Regions from separate parts of the Mus musculus genome. Here region 1 is linked to region 2. A link is a contact called in public HiChIP or PLAC-seq data. All regions are on one chromosome and are shown on one strand. Each heading gives the region's core, a stretch centred on a gene start, on an enhancer-like site or on the middle of the called end of the contact. The rest is flanking DNA. Distances are from core to core; before and after follow the strand shown. Region 1 overlaps Ncam1 (neural cell adhesion molecule 1). Region 2 overlaps Tmprss5 (transmembrane protease, serine 5 (spinesin)).

Evidence for each region. HiChIP or PLAC-seq counts read pairs in DNA pulled down with a chosen protein or histone mark.
Region 1: a contact with region 2 is called in an H3K27ac HiChIP or PLAC-seq map of embryonic stem cells, with 2.7 times the contacts expected there. The contact joins two enhancer-like sites. A contact is called at or near these places in 1 of 115 datasets of contacts at active chromatin or transcription factors (embryonic stem cells) and 1 of 9 other capture datasets (liver).

Annotation. Positions count from the first base shown.
Region 1 is chr9:49,529,964-49,537,266 of GRCm38.p6, reverse strand. All of the region lies in intron 13 of Ncam1 (neural cell adhesion molecule 1), which reads left to right. All of the region lies in intron 2 of Gm11149 (predicted gene 11149), which reads right to left. Among named protein-coding and RNA genes, the nearest start is that of Gm11149, 15 kb to the right of the region's middle. Within about 2 kb of position 2,961, at least 66 of the 459 cell types and tissues checked have an H3K27ac peak or open chromatin away from gene starts, as enhancers often do. A contact at or near this core is called in embryonic stem cells, where this site is marked.
Region 2 is chr9:49,108,025-49,115,372 of GRCm38.p6, reverse strand. Tmprss5 (transmembrane protease, serine 5 (spinesin)) reads right to left here. Exons shown (of 13, transcript NM_001359460.1): 5 at 6,236-6,371; 6 at 5,918-6,031; 7 at 3,862-3,905; 8 at 3,023-3,185; 9 at 2,071-2,249; 10 at 781-879; 11 at 198-340. Among named protein-coding and RNA genes, the nearest start is that of Tmprss5, 9.0 kb to the right of the region's middle. Within about 2 kb of position 4,447, at least 30 of the 459 cell types and tissues checked have an H3K27ac peak or open chromatin away from gene starts, as enhancers often do. A contact at or near this core is called in embryonic stem cells, where this site is marked.

The sequences.
Region 1 (7,303 bases), core at 1,712-4,211, 420 kb before region 2:
GGCTCTTGGGCTCAAGGTGCACACTTAGAAGAGAGCCCTGTGTACTGCCCGCTAGCGTGCCAACCACCTGTCGCGTGCACTTTTTCTCTTTCCAGCTTTGCTCCCCACCGGCTCCTCATACCAGCACCCCAGGATTGCTACTCCCATTTTTTTTTTCAATTCGGCATCCGTGTGCTCCCAGTGATCTATTTACCACTTTTTTTTTCACCTTCATTTCTTGTTTCTCCAGTGGCTCCTGCTAACTCTTCCACTCTTGTTCCGTTGTCTCCTCGAGCTAGTGAGTATTGCTCTCTTCACCCCCATCCCTGCAGGTACCTTTCCACCCGGTGCGACTCCTCTGCCTACGGTGATAACTCAGCTCTGGCAATGGAGAGTCACCTTGGGGGATTTTTTTAGTAAGCAAAGGGAAAAAGGAATAGACACAGGGCCTCTCAGGGCAGACAAGAGAAGAGCTTTGCTTTGGCTAGGACACCCTGCAGACAGCTGTCCTGAGGCTGCTTTGTATACTTGTGGTATGATTCCCAGCAGGTCAGACCAAAGCCGATATTTGGAAAAGCCAAAGGAATTTACCAAGGGAAAAAAAATCTCGGCCCTGTCTGCAGGGTCATGTAAAATGGTTTGAGGCGTTGTGTTTTTACCCTTTATTTTAGTTGGACTTAAGCTCTGAAATTAGAGAGTGCAGCCTGTAGCTTTCACTATGTCTGTAAGTGCATAGACCCCTCATAAATATTTGTGGGGAAGTTAACGGTGCCTGCTCACAGATGGGCCGCACAAATTACTTAACACTTCACAAGTGATGCTTGCTGATCTCTGCTCTAAAATCAAATGGTGAGCCTACTCCCGCTGCATAACCATCGTAAAGAAAATAACAAAGATTACAGCATTTATCAAGCTCTGCTTTGCTTACCCTGGGCGGGCCTCACCGACCCAGCTGGGCCTTTGTCACATTGGGGGAGCCTGGTTTTTTCCTCTCAATTCTCTTTACTGTGCTATACTTTAGTTCTTTGAATCTGGAGGAGTGGAACAGGTCCACTCTTTGGAAACTTGAACCTGGCTTTCTAGTAGGGGGAGGGTAAGGCTGCGGGGTGAGGGTGACAACGTGAGACATTAAATGAATAATGTCTGGGGTGATGTCCCCACAAGCCCAGAGCAGCACACAGCAGCATGGCCCTGCCTAGATGGCTTTATTCTCCATAATATTGCAGAAGCCCCCATGGATTGGACTCAGCCTCAATCTCTCTTCCCATCATTTTGAATAAGAATCCTCCCTACCATCTCAATCCAAGCTATGCCCTGTGGCCTCGGAAGCAGCCTGCCAGCAGCTCCAGTCTCTGCTCTGACCTTCGACCTGTGACCTCATGACCACAGAGGAGTCTCTTCGGAATCCCCAAATCTCAGATTTCTTATCTCCAAAACTAAAGATAGACTCCCCTTTATGGTATGCATATTTGTAAAGAAGAAAGAAAGAAAGAAAGAAAGAAAGAAAGAAAGAAAGAAAGAAAGAAAGAAAGAAAGAAAGAAGGAAAGAAGGAAGGAAGGAAGGAAGGAAGGAAGGAAGGAAGGAAGGAAGGAAAGAAAGAAAGAAAGAAAGAAAGAAAGAAAGAAAGAAAGAAAGAAAGAAAGAAATGAAAAGTACACAAAATATAATGTCCAGCATTTAGTAACTGGATTTAACCAAAAAAGTATTTGGGGATATCTTATCTCTTGCTGCATGAGTCCTTTGTAAGCAAAAAAAAAAAAGATTATCTTTGATAAGCTCTCCAAAATATTTATATTAATATTGATAAATTGGGGCAATAGGAATGAGTGACTGACGCACTGTCTCTGATACATATGTGTGTGTGTATATACACACACACATATATATATATATATGTCTCTGATACATACGTGTGTGTATATATATATATACATACACACACTGATATGCATAATTTGTACTTTTGGGTATGTGAGTTTTATGTCCTTTCTGGCCCTCACCATTTAGTGCCCTTTCCAACCTTCATGTTTCCATAGCAACCTGGCCTCTTCCTGTCCTTCCAACCACAGACCTGTCTAGTGAGTACAGAGCCGGCTGCTCTGGGCAGCGCCTCTGCTCTGCTCGCAGTAGCACAGTCTACAGTGTGACTGCATGGAGGCTCCCAGCCTTGAGTGGTTTCTAAGCATGCTGTCTGTTTAGCCAAGAAAGCAAATGGAGTCGCCTCCAAAAGAATAAGGGGTGGCTGTTTGTGCTTGTGGAGACCTTTCCATATTGACATTTGTGTTTAAAACAGAAAAGAATTGGGAAAACATGGGGGGGGAGCAAAGTATGGCAACTCCTTCCCACAGTTTTACTGTTCATGCCTCATGGGATTGTGCTCGTACACACACACACACACACACACACACACACACACACACACACAGAGAGAGAGAGAGAGAGAGAGAGAGAGAGAGAGAGAGAGAGAGAGAGAGAGAGCGCAATATAATAAAGTGAGGAAGGCCTGGGAGCAAGAGGAAACCAGAGGAAGTGGAGAGAGCTGCTCAGAGAAAAGGAGAAGGACCTGTGCCCCTGACAACATGGCAGCCCGTGTCTCACAACAGAGCCTGTAGCTCTGTCCCCCTTCATTCTGGTCCCCCGAACACTTGGTGCTAGAAAAATAATAGAACAATGCCACCTCCTAGGCTGCTGGGTTGGAAGGGCTAGACGTCCTCTCCAGACAGTAGGATCCAAGGGACAAGAGCATCCCCCTAGACTAGCCTGAAAACCTGGCTGAGTCCGAGCTGCAGGCATCCAGGCTGGCCTTAATGATGTGAGGCCACATGGGTGCTGGGGGCCTAAGGCCCTCGGCTAGGCAACAAGAGCCTTTGCACTGTGACTGTGTATATTACAGCACTTGAGGCTGGAGGCCAGGGAGAGCTGGTCCTGCCTCCCACCAAGCAGCAGTCAGCTAAGGCAGGTGATGACGGGTCTACGGAGTTCAGCTCCCACACCCTGGCTAAGGCCTCCCATACATAATTAAAGAGGGGAGAACCGTGCTTCCTGGTTGTGTATACTGCATGGAATGGTTTTTTTTGTTGTTGTTGTTTTCCTCCTGTGGTAGACAGCTACGGGGGCTGCTTTCTCAGTGGTCCTCTGTGTGTGGCTGCAATGACTTTCAGTTCCTGATGCCTTTGTGGTTTGGTTTTGTGAGAGGAACAAGCATGACAATAAGCTGGGCTCATTTGCACGGGTTGGAGGGTTTTCTTGTTTGTTTGTGGTGTATTTGCATTTGAAAGAGGAATTCTTCTAACTACTCCCCTCTACCACAGTGGCTCCGCCCTCCCCCCCTCCCCCCTCCCCCCGCCCCCATCCCTCCTGCTATATAAGTCCCAGGAAATAGGAGAAAGCTACAGGACCCATTTGCACAACCCTGTCCTGTTTGAGACACCGCTTTGCATCTTTGGTCTTGTCTGTCAATGAAACACAATCTTGGCTCCAGACTTCTCCTGAAGAGGAATGAAATATTTCTCCCCTGACGGGTGTTTCGGTTTTTATATTTCTTCAGACATTTCTACCCACAGATAAGATGCTTAGTTGTGAAATCTGAGCAGGAGGTTGGAGTCTGTTTTATTTGAACCACTTGACTACTGACCCAAATCATAAGTCCCAGAGGACAGTGAGATAAAGCATAGGGTATCCCGATTGGCAGCAGCCTGAGTTAGCAGGAATGTATTAGTCACCATAGGATCAAGATGCAGAGGATGTGAGCCACCGTGCAAAGGAAGCCGAGTAGCTGGGGTCATGTAGAACTCCGTCAGTCAGTCAGACAACACGGGTGAAATTAAATAATATCTCCTACAGAGGTGTAGTTGTGTGTATGTGTGTTTCTGAGTGTATATGTATGTGTGTGTGTGTGTGTGTGTGTGTGTGTGTGGTGTATATGTGTGTGTGTGTGTATATCTATGTGTGGTAATAATCTGTTTATAACCATAGGTGAAGGAAGTTTTCATAAAGCGTATCAAGAGAAACTACTTGTCACATATAAGCCCTTCCAGGCTTGCTTGGGAAGAACCTGTGTCATGATAGACCATAAGACCGTGCATTCTGTCAGCTCACAGTGGGACAGGGATATGACACTCACAGCTAAAGCGCTTCTCGCTCATTCAACAGAAGCATGCTTTCAAAAGATGTCTTGACCTTACATCTTTTCCCTTTTCTCTTAACCTCAACTGTCAAAAGCTAGAACTTCCTTCCCCCAACACCCAGGCCTGTGAAAGTTACAATTAGGAAACTTAAGACTCTTAGGGTCGGTCATTCAGTCACAAACTGTAATGTGGGGTAAAGCACATGGCAAAAGGAACATAGGTGAACTGAAACCCTGGTTTACACCGTAAACCTCGAGATCCTGTCTTATCCATGTAGTCTTGGCAACTCTGAAGGCAGCATTGGATCCATGAGTAGTCAAGTGTGTGGTTAATGCCACCCTCTGTGTGCTGGACCAGGGCTGGTTCCTGCTATTTGGTATTAATGCAGCCGTAGCCTCAGTTGCCAAGAAGGTGCTTAGTCCTTTACCTCTGTGGCCTTCTCCGTTTCTGTGTGCCTTGACTCTGTGGAGTCCCATAGGGTGTTAAGAACATCACGAGTGTGCCATAAGGAAGTGGAATTAGACCCTCCAAGCTGTCCCTTTCTGGCCAGAATCTACCCAGGGTCCTTCAGTCATCTCCCTCTCCTATTTGACCAGGACAAACACGGAATGACTCTCACTAATTAAACACAATCTATTATTCTTTCAGGACCCTTCCCTGATGACCTAAGGCTCACTGCCATCACTTCCCCCAAGGATGCTGAGACCGGTCCAGTTTCTGTGAATAAATAATTTGCTGTTGTTTTTCTTTCCCTTTAACAGGCTCTGGGATTGACCTTGATTGGCATCTGGGCCTTGATGGAAACACCCCCTCATTTTAAAAGTGTTCATGCTCCTTGGTGTGGTATTAATATGCAATGTTGCAACTGTATCTAATGCTTACTGGTGTTGTTAACTAAATGCGCTATATAGTTTGTGATTCTCCTCTTTCTGGGCAATATGTCTGCCCTCCCGATGTTTCCTATATAAGCTGCTAATTTAATTTGGTTTCTCCTTTTATTTAGTCTGTGATTTTGTTGTTGGTTTTTTTCTCCCTGCCCATTGTTTACATCAGTTTTTAATTTTTTTGTATTTTTCATGTGACCTCCTCCACTTTCCTTTCAACCAATCATGTGCGTGCGTATCATGTGACTTTGTCATGTGGCTTGCATGGTGCTGATGATGTCGTCCACGCTGGTGAACAGAAGGTAAAAGCTCTTTGTTCTGATTAGAGGAATAAACCTGGAGCCACAGCCTGGCACGAATTTTCTCCCTGTCTCCAATAGATACAGCAAAGACATTTGAAAGATTTGCTCTTGCCATCAATTCATGTCTAGAATTCAACAGTCCTTGCAACCTTGACATGGCAATTTGATAACTTGACAGCCTTTAGTTTAATATTTTTCCCTCAAGAAATCTGGTCATACCAACTGCCCTCTCAGTAAAGCCATGTTAGTCACAGCACAGTGGGGGAACTTGAATTTTTAACAGACCTTCATAAACATTATTTCCCAGAAATATGCTTTGAAAATTAGCCTCTTTGCTTAATTGTGTATCCAGTAGCTCCATCAACTACAATTTCTGCAAAATGTGTTACAACCCCTTTGGAAATATTTTGCAACCTTGAAATGCTCCAGGAAGAGAGAGAGATCCGTGCAAAGGTTGCTCTCCTGTAAAACCCGAGAGTGCTTCACGAGATTTGCATAAATGGAGGACTTTTCTGAAGTGAGAATTTGGATTGATGACTGAGGTGTCACTTCCCCAAAGTGGCCCTCCCCCAAGCAGGGGGCACAAATCAAGCAAAAGTCACTTGGCAATTAACAGTGACTGGAAGTCTCCGTGTAATCAAGAAGCACATGATTGACCCTACAGAAAAGGAAATAAAATTATAGCCTGATGAAGCGCAGAACGGTGACGAAATAATTAGTTAATATTGCGCCTGTCACAACCTTGTTAAAGCATTTCTCACTCACCATCAAGAGAGAAGGAGGCGTCGGCTCTCAGCTTCCCCCACTGAACTCAGACCTGTTCAGAGCCTCCCCTGGGAGTCACAGGCATTCTGTTCTCTCCTAACTAAAGTGTTACTTCGCATCACACCCTAAAGACACATACAGGCTGCAGTGATCACGTAGCCAGACTAACACCAATAACCACCCAGTGTGCTTGCGCATGCAAGAGCCTCCCCTCCATTTGACCTCACCTCTGACCTCATTTCTCTGAGAATTGATTGGGCGACATCCACAGAGTCAAAATCACAGTAGCTTGTCTTGCATGGTCTTTGTTCCTGGTCTGAGTCACACTCCCTGTATTTGTTACCTTGTGTGTATCCCCTCTCCTCCTCCCTCCATTCACAGTCACTGAGGACTTCCTCTTTGTAGCTGTGGCAACATGACCCTAAAGCCAGTCCCATTTACACCCAGACTCCTGGACTTGCAGAGGAGGCACCTTCATCTCCAACAATGACTTGTCTCATATTTTACGTGGTATGCAACGAAATAGAAAAGTCCCAAAAACCTTGCAAGCCACAGTAATAATTTGATCTATGTTAAAAGTTGGTATTGAATCTGTCAGTCTTTGGAAAGAGAATATTGGAAGTTTAAGATTACTAAATCTTAAAGATTTTGGGACTCCCTGCCCCAAATATATTGACTTTTCTCTCCTTTAAGTTGGCTTCCAGCAGGGGTAGACATCTTTCAGAGTCATGGTGACTGCTAAATGGTTAGTGGTCTAGAAAAATAGCCCCTGGGACTTCCCTGTAGGATGCTAAGTGTATGCAGATGTTGAAGTTTGAATTTGAAATTTGATGAGATTTTTAAAAACAAATTTGGCTATTGCAGTGCACTGCTGTGATTCAGGATAAAGTGGAGCACAGCATTGAAACTAAGAAATTTGTTCACTCCTGAAGAGAGGTCCATCTTCAGGAGTGGTCAACAAAACCCAAAAAAGGGAGGAGGGATAAGAGAAGTTAGCGCAAGTAAAATTTATAGAATAAGAGAGTGAAGCTTTTTAAGGGCAGCTCCCACCTCCCTCCCCTGGTCATTAGTAAGGATTTAAGTGACTTGGGCCTGATTTCAGATGCTTTAAATAAACTAATAGTATCGCTCTTGTTAGTGGATCGTACATAGAACAGCTGATGAAGTCAGGTGTTTCCCCATTCCACTCTCTATCCATCTGCTCCTACCCAAAATCGCCTGGGATGCTTTTAACAAGTACCGGAA
Region 2 (7,348 bases), core at 3,198-5,697:
GAGGAGAAGGAGGCTCCTGCTTCTTCACATTATACCTGCAGACTTCACCTTCCATAACACTGTAGTATGAAATCCCTGGGTAGTCTGGCTTCCCCAGTCCATGTGCACTCACCAGGGGACCAAACTGCCTCGAGTCTCCTGCCCCCTCCTTCCACCACCAGCAAGTCCCCTGTTCCTCCCTCTACCACCAGCCACACCTGGCATGCGTCTGCCCTTCCATCCAGGTAGCCAGCACACAACATGCGGTGTGTAAGTGCCCCACTGTACATGCATGAGCTGTTGCAGAGGTAGGTGCTGAGCAGGGGTACCATTGTGTCCTGCAGTGTATCTGAGCTATGAGCTGTAGGAGACACAGAGAAAAGCTGCAGGGTACCAAGCCAGGCCAAAAAGGCAGAAGATCAAGGAAGAGAAGAGTCATAGCTCCTCAGGACACAAAGACCCAAAGAGGGAAGATTGGGCAGGGCTATGGACCTGGGCCAAAGGACAAGAGTCTTCCAGACTCCCGGCTGGGAATGAGGAGGCCAAGGGGAAGATGGAGTCTACCAAATTCTGAGGCTGTGGTGCTCCTGGGGCCAAAAGCAGGAGAGTGAAAGGGCCTGAGCTGAGGGAAGTGTTCAGTGATTGCTCTCCATAGGAATACCCAGGCAGGGGAATACTCAAGAGTCACCAAGGGGGGAAAAAGGCGCCATTGTCAGAAGACCAGGGGAGGGGGAAGTGCTGCAGCTTAGAAGATGCCTCTCCCTCCCCACTTTATACTGAGGGCCCTGGGAGCTCACTCACTATGGCTGGGGTCGGTGTGGCCCCAGCCAGACACCCAGCACTGCGACCCCCATGGAAAGTGCTGCTCCTTGGCCGGCAAGCACACAGCGCCCACGGTGTCTGTGGAGAAACACATAGTTCTGGTCCTGGCTCAGGCTAGGCTTCTCTCCTGCAGAGCCTGAGTGAAGACTCTCCTCCTCCGCTTCTCAACCGTCCTGGGACCTAGCCTCTACCACCAAGCTTACTAGACAAAGAGGTTGAACAATGTACCACCTTGGGGAGGGGGGTGACAGTATGGCACCCTCTAGAGGTGGGCAGTGAATTCGCTGCCCTGCCCCAACCTGGGGGCTGGAGGGAGAATGGAGATTCTTCTGTTGCTGAATACCAAATTTCTAACAAGACCATTTGTGAGAATGGGTTGTCTCCTCCAGAATGACTGGCCCTTCTTGGGACTATACTTCCAGAAGTGTGTGACATATTTTATGAGTGGAACCAAATATGATTTTAAGTCGTACATTGGCATTCCACAACATAGACACACTTCCTTGTAACTGCATCGGGGAGAAAGATTCCAGTTGGTGTTGGACCACACCCATCATGATGCTGTCACTCTCCCATCTAACTAGAAGGCAACCCTGGCTCCTCAACTTTTACAGAAGTCTCCCAACCTAGAATTTTAAGACTATCTTGTTTTCAAATTACAGATCTGTGTTTGTGAATTCATAAATGTGTGTGTTTGGGACTGTGAGTGCGTGCACATGTGCGTGTTTCTATCGACTTATGTATTTCTTGAGAAGGTATGTCAGAGCATGCAGGCAGGTGGTTTCAGGGAGACCCTTGTTGGGCAAGTACTGTGGCAGGAAGAGCCCTGGCCCTGGACTCAGGGGTCTATTTACCCTTCTCGAAATGTCAGTGTTCTTGTCTGTATATGATTTCTTCATCGAAGTCGTTATGCGGTTTGAGAGAATAAATAAATAAATAAGAAATCTCTTTTCCTGTAATGTGTCACAAAGTGGCTGGACTTGGATCCAGCCTGGGAACATGAGTGGAGCCAGCTACTGGTGGCAAAAGCACAAGTAAAGTTCTGCTTAGGACTCAAAGCAAATGCCACCTGCAGCCCTACTGTGGAAAGGGCCTTGTAAGTGTGATTTCACTCTCAGGAAAACACACACACCCTATCATCCCCATGATGGGCTTAAGATCTGCAGTGCTACAGGAAGTCTTGGGAGTCGGCTCACCGTTCCTCCCATCAGTCTTTGTGCCTTAGACACCACTGCACCCAGCCTGCTCATTCCAAGGCCAGAGCCTCACCTGAGAAGTTGATTGGTGTCCGGAGCTGCAGCAGAGCCACATCATAGTCATGGTTCTGGGCACTGTACAAAGGGTGGGGAATGATCTTCTCCACCATAGTTCCCTGGTGTTGTCGGACAGCACCGTGGCTGACCAGCCCTGCATGAACCCGCCAGCTGGATAGGCGGGACAGCCTGAAACTGCACATAGAAACCTACTGAGCCCAGGGAGGGAGGAAAGGTGAAGGGAAGGTGGATAGAAGTAAGGTGGTAGGTGGAGGGAACTCCCTAGGGAAACCATTAATGACCACTGTCTCAAGCCGGGAAGCTCCTGGAACCCAGAAATCATGTTTCTTAATATTATCCCCAGTGGCTGGCAAGACACTGGGCATGCAGAAGTTGCTCAGGTGCTGGACTGAAAGACAGTCCAGTCAGCAAAGTGCTTTCCCCATCCAAACGTGAGGAGCTGAGTTCAGATCCCCCAACACCCACATAAAAAGCCAGGCACCGTTGTATATGTCCATAATCTAACACTAGGGAGGCAGAGATAGGCAGATTCCTGGAGTGTGCTGGACGACCCACATACACACACAAAGATGTAGACATGGACGCATAATTTAAAATTAAATCTTAAAGAGTATAAGGTGGAAAGCAATTGAGTCACTTGACACTGACTTCTAGCCTCCACGTGCACATCCATACCCACAAGAGCACACATACACACATGCATATACATGCACATACAAGGGAATATGCATACACACATAGAGGACAGGGAACATAAGGAACCAGTCTTTGTGTTATGGCTGCTATTGATGCAGAGCTGAACTTGGCATTAAACAAGGACATTGCCCTCACTTCCTGGAGACAGACAGCTAGAAACAGAGATTTTAGTCAGGACATACAAAGTGACAAACAGAAAGGTGACTGTGACTCACACCCACCCCCACCCCCCATCCACCACCAAGACTCACCTGTACATGCAGTGGGCAGCAGTCACTACCCAGTGTGGTGCCAACACAGAGGCCCCACACGTGTGCCGGGAGCCAAGCATCACGCTAGCTTGCCATGGCCAGCGCCCAGAAGCCACAGCTTGGCCGCCAACTATTCGAGAAGCCAGAGGCCTTGCCCCACACTCTGCAAACAGAAAAGGCTGGGATAGAAAGAAAAAGTGCCGAGTGCAGAGGGAGGGCTGGGGTAGACAGCTCATCTCTATTATTCTTAATATAAATAGGGGGACAGGAAGATAACTATATTGGTTACTTTCGCCTGTGCACCTGCGGAGAGCAGGGACCATGTCTATGGGGTCGATGGAGCTCTAATGCCCATCCCACTGTACAAATCAAAGTGCCCAGGCATGTTGGGTTTGAGAACAGACTGATGAATAGGCAGGTGTATGGGAAAGTGAGTGAAGGAACCCTGTGCAATGTTTATCACTTGGCTCTAATGTACTGCCCACCCCTTAGTCTCTTGAAGCCACTAAGAGTTTGCATCTTTGCAACCAGTAATAATGCCACTTAGAGGCATCCTTCTTCAGAAGGAAGGGGCAGAGAGTGGCAGAAGTGAAGTAGAGAGACCATCGGCCCAGCACAGGGGCTGATGGGACACATGATGGAGACAGCAAAGGACTCTATTTAAGCAGGTTGTATCTGCAAAGGAGCCCAACAGAAAGGCAAGGGCACCCCCAACCCAACTCATATGCACACACACAGGAACCTGAGTGAGCCCCTCCATACAGCAATTCCGCACTCGGGAGAACTGAAAGATTCCCTCCCTCTCACCACCAACTTCCTGATCACAGGATGTGACTCACCAGAACATTTGAGAGAAACAATTCGGCCAGAAGGACAGTTAGCGCTGCAAAATAGGGGTGTTCCTAAGATGCTGGGTGGTGCCACATAAAGGCCACGTATACCCAAGGGTATGGGGAGTGGTCAGGGGGTCCCTCACAGTTTTACTTTGCCTTCTTAAGACAGTATATCATGGGGCCCAAGCTGGCCCCAAACTCACTCTCTAGCCAAGAATGGTCTGACCTTGCCACGGCTTCCCAAGTGCTAGGGTTACAGGCCTTTACCACCACAATCGTCCTAGCTCTGTGGTTCTTAAAGCCATCCTGTAGTCCCAACCTTAAGATGCCACCATTTTTACTGTTTTCTCCCACCCTTCACAAACAACCGGGTCCATCCCAGGACAGCAGCCTGCCCATTCCACCCCAGCATCCAGAGGGAAACAGAAAGCCTTCACAGTCCTGGAAGATCTGCTTGGATAGGATCCATATTTACCACAGAGAACTGACAGATGAGAAAGTCCAGCTGTTTCCATTGCTCTGAGTAAATAGGTGCTCATGAATGGCCATGGTGTTGTGAATGAAAAGAGCCCTCCACCCAGGCCTCCTCCAGGCCGGGCCTCTTCTCTGTCCCAGGCCCTTTATCCAGGGCCTGCATAGACATTCTTTTCTTCTTGTGTTCCTTCCTGCCCCTTAGCATAAAACCCAACTGCCTTTTTTGATCTTACATTCTTGCCTTGCCCTTCCCATCTCTTCCCTCCCTCCGACAACTCACTCCCTGGCTTCTGCTTTCCTAACCCTGTAGCCCTTCTGCCCTCCTGGAGGACTTGGGAATTCCACAAAGAAAAAGGGACAGCTGGGGTCCGTCACTCTGCCTCCAGTGCATTTCTAAGAGTGGAGCTGAGGCTTCTGCCTGCCCACACCCTCGAGGCTTCAGGCAGTTTGAAGGAGCCTAAGCCGGACAAAGACCTCCCAGCTTGTGCTGCCTGGGGTATAGTGAGAGGTGTGGTCCATTCTGAGACTCTTTCTTTGGGATGCTCTCATTTGCTTTTCTGCTGAGACAGAAGAATTATGCAAGTCAAGCATAGCCACATGGGTCCCCTGACCTGGTATCGTGAGCCTGGCCCCAGATTGGCTGTTTATTGGTCATACTGCCTTGGATAAGGCTGTTTAACCTCGCTGAGCCTCAGTTTCCCTACCTTTAAAAGTGAACTATGGTTTGAATACAAAATGACCCACCAAAAGTTCACCGGCAGGGTGCCTGGCCCTCAGCCCGTGGCACTGTTTTTAGACGTTCTGGCGATTTTAAGCAGTAGAGCCTACCTAGAGGAAGCGGGTCACTGGAGGCGTGTCCTTGAGAATTATAGCTTATCCTAAGCCCAGAACCCTCCCTCTTCTGTCCACATAAGCAGCCTCCTCCTGTACCCTTTCCTGTCGCCATGATGCTCTGACCTAGCACAGGGAGCCAAGCAATCACTGGCTGAACCATCTACAATTGTGAAGCAAAGAAGCTTTTCTTCCCTTACACTGCCTTTCACGACGTATTTGGTCAAAGCAACATAAAGCCAACAGAGGGGGTGGAAGGGGACCATTCTGAATCCTGTCCCAGGAACTAACAATCTTGGGAGGAGGGTGGTTTTGGCTTTGGTTTTAGGCTCTGTGTGTGTGTGTGTGTGTGTGTGTGTGTGTGTGTTTGCTTCCTTGCTTGCTTGTTTGTTTGTTTATTTGTTTTGAGATAGTTTCCTGAATCCCAGGCTAACCTCAAACTCTATTGTGATGAGCTTGCTGACGCTCCTGCCTCTACCTCCTGCTTAGAATTTAAGCAACAACACCTCACAGTTTATTCAGTTAAGGATTGAACCCAGGGCTTTATATGCTAGGCAAGCACTCTACAGCCTCAGAGTTACATGCCAAGCCTTGCATTTCTCGTGTGAGATAAATACCATATAACAGGGCATGTGACCCAGGTTTGTTGCCTCTGACTGGGAAATGTTCTTCTCTGCCCACACCCTCACCATCAGGCTCCCCTGCAGGAAGATCTTTCTAGCCTGCCCACCACTCACCTAACCCACAGAAGCCCTACCTGGGTTTCCATGACTCCTCTACAAGGCCTCCCGGTCTAGCAGAGAGTTGAGCAAACTCCTGGGATCTGTTGAGCTTGATGTCAGACAGATTCACGGCCTTGTGTTGAGTAAGCCTGGGCAGAAGAAGAGAAAACAGGAGGAAGTCGGCTTCCAACTAAGGCATGAGTGAGGTCAGGAGGTCAGAACCACACTGTGCGTGAGACAGACGCGACAGCACTGTGAATGGGCCAGAGCATGAAGGCGATTTCTGAAGGCATAGTCCCAACTCCAGCCCCCCCCCCCCACATGCCATCCAGCCCTGCAAGTCTGGTTGTTACCTGATATGCCCAAGACTCTTGCAGATGTGCATGCCCAGGGCGGGGCTCCAGCCCTCGTGGCAGACCAGGAGCCAGTCTGGCCGAGCTCTTACTTGTACTTGAAGCAGAAGATCCTCTCCATTTATTCTGAAAGATACTAAAACCCTCATGTGAAAACCCTCCTGCCGCCCAGTCCAGAGGAGCTGGACACGTGGGTCACCCCAGGTCTGCTTCCCTGCTCCCCTGGGTGTCTGGTCAGTTCTGAAAACAAAACCTACCTTGTTGTAGATATTTCAGTCCCGTGTTTTGACCGTGCACTTTAAAAGGTGCTCTGAGGCAAGTGAGATGACTCAGCAGATAAAGACACTTGTTGTCAACCTTGACAACCTGGACTGAGCCCCCACAGCCCAGGTGATCGAAAGAAAGCCAACAAATTGTCCTCTGACACCCACATTCATTCAGTGGCAGATGCACACAAGCACACACACACAAAGTAAAAAAAAAAAAAAAAAAAAAAAAAAAAAGGGGGGTGTCCTGCCATACTCTTAACCACAACAGCCCTACAAGAAGGCAGTTACCTCCCTCAACAGAGCAGATATAGAGGCACAAAGGTGAAGGCAACCATAAGATCAACAAGGGATGGAACCAGGACATAAGCCAAAAATTATGACAATAATATTTAATATTTATAAACTACTTTTCCCCCGTGTTGTTATAGATTCTCTCTCTCAATCTCTTTCTCTCCCTCCCTCCCTCCCTTCCTCCCTCCTCCCTCCCCTCTCCTTCAGTCAGTGTAACTGTGTTTGGAGACAGAGTCTTGAATAAGATAATTAAGATTAAACAAAGGGCCTTGTTCTACAGCTTCATTGACAAAATGCTTCCCTAGCATGCACATAGTCCTGGATTTAATTCCCAGTGCTGGGTGTGGTGGAACCTGCCTGTAATCCCTACACTCTGGAGGTAGAGGCAGGAGGATCCTGCATTCAAGCCCATCCTCGGCTTGAATACTGAGTTAGAGGCCAGCTTGGATGCATTATACACTTAAAGATGAAATGAGGACCTGGGGTGCTGGTCCAGGTGGGCCAGTGTCCTTATAGGAGACATCAGCTCATTCATTCTTTCCTTCCCCACTTC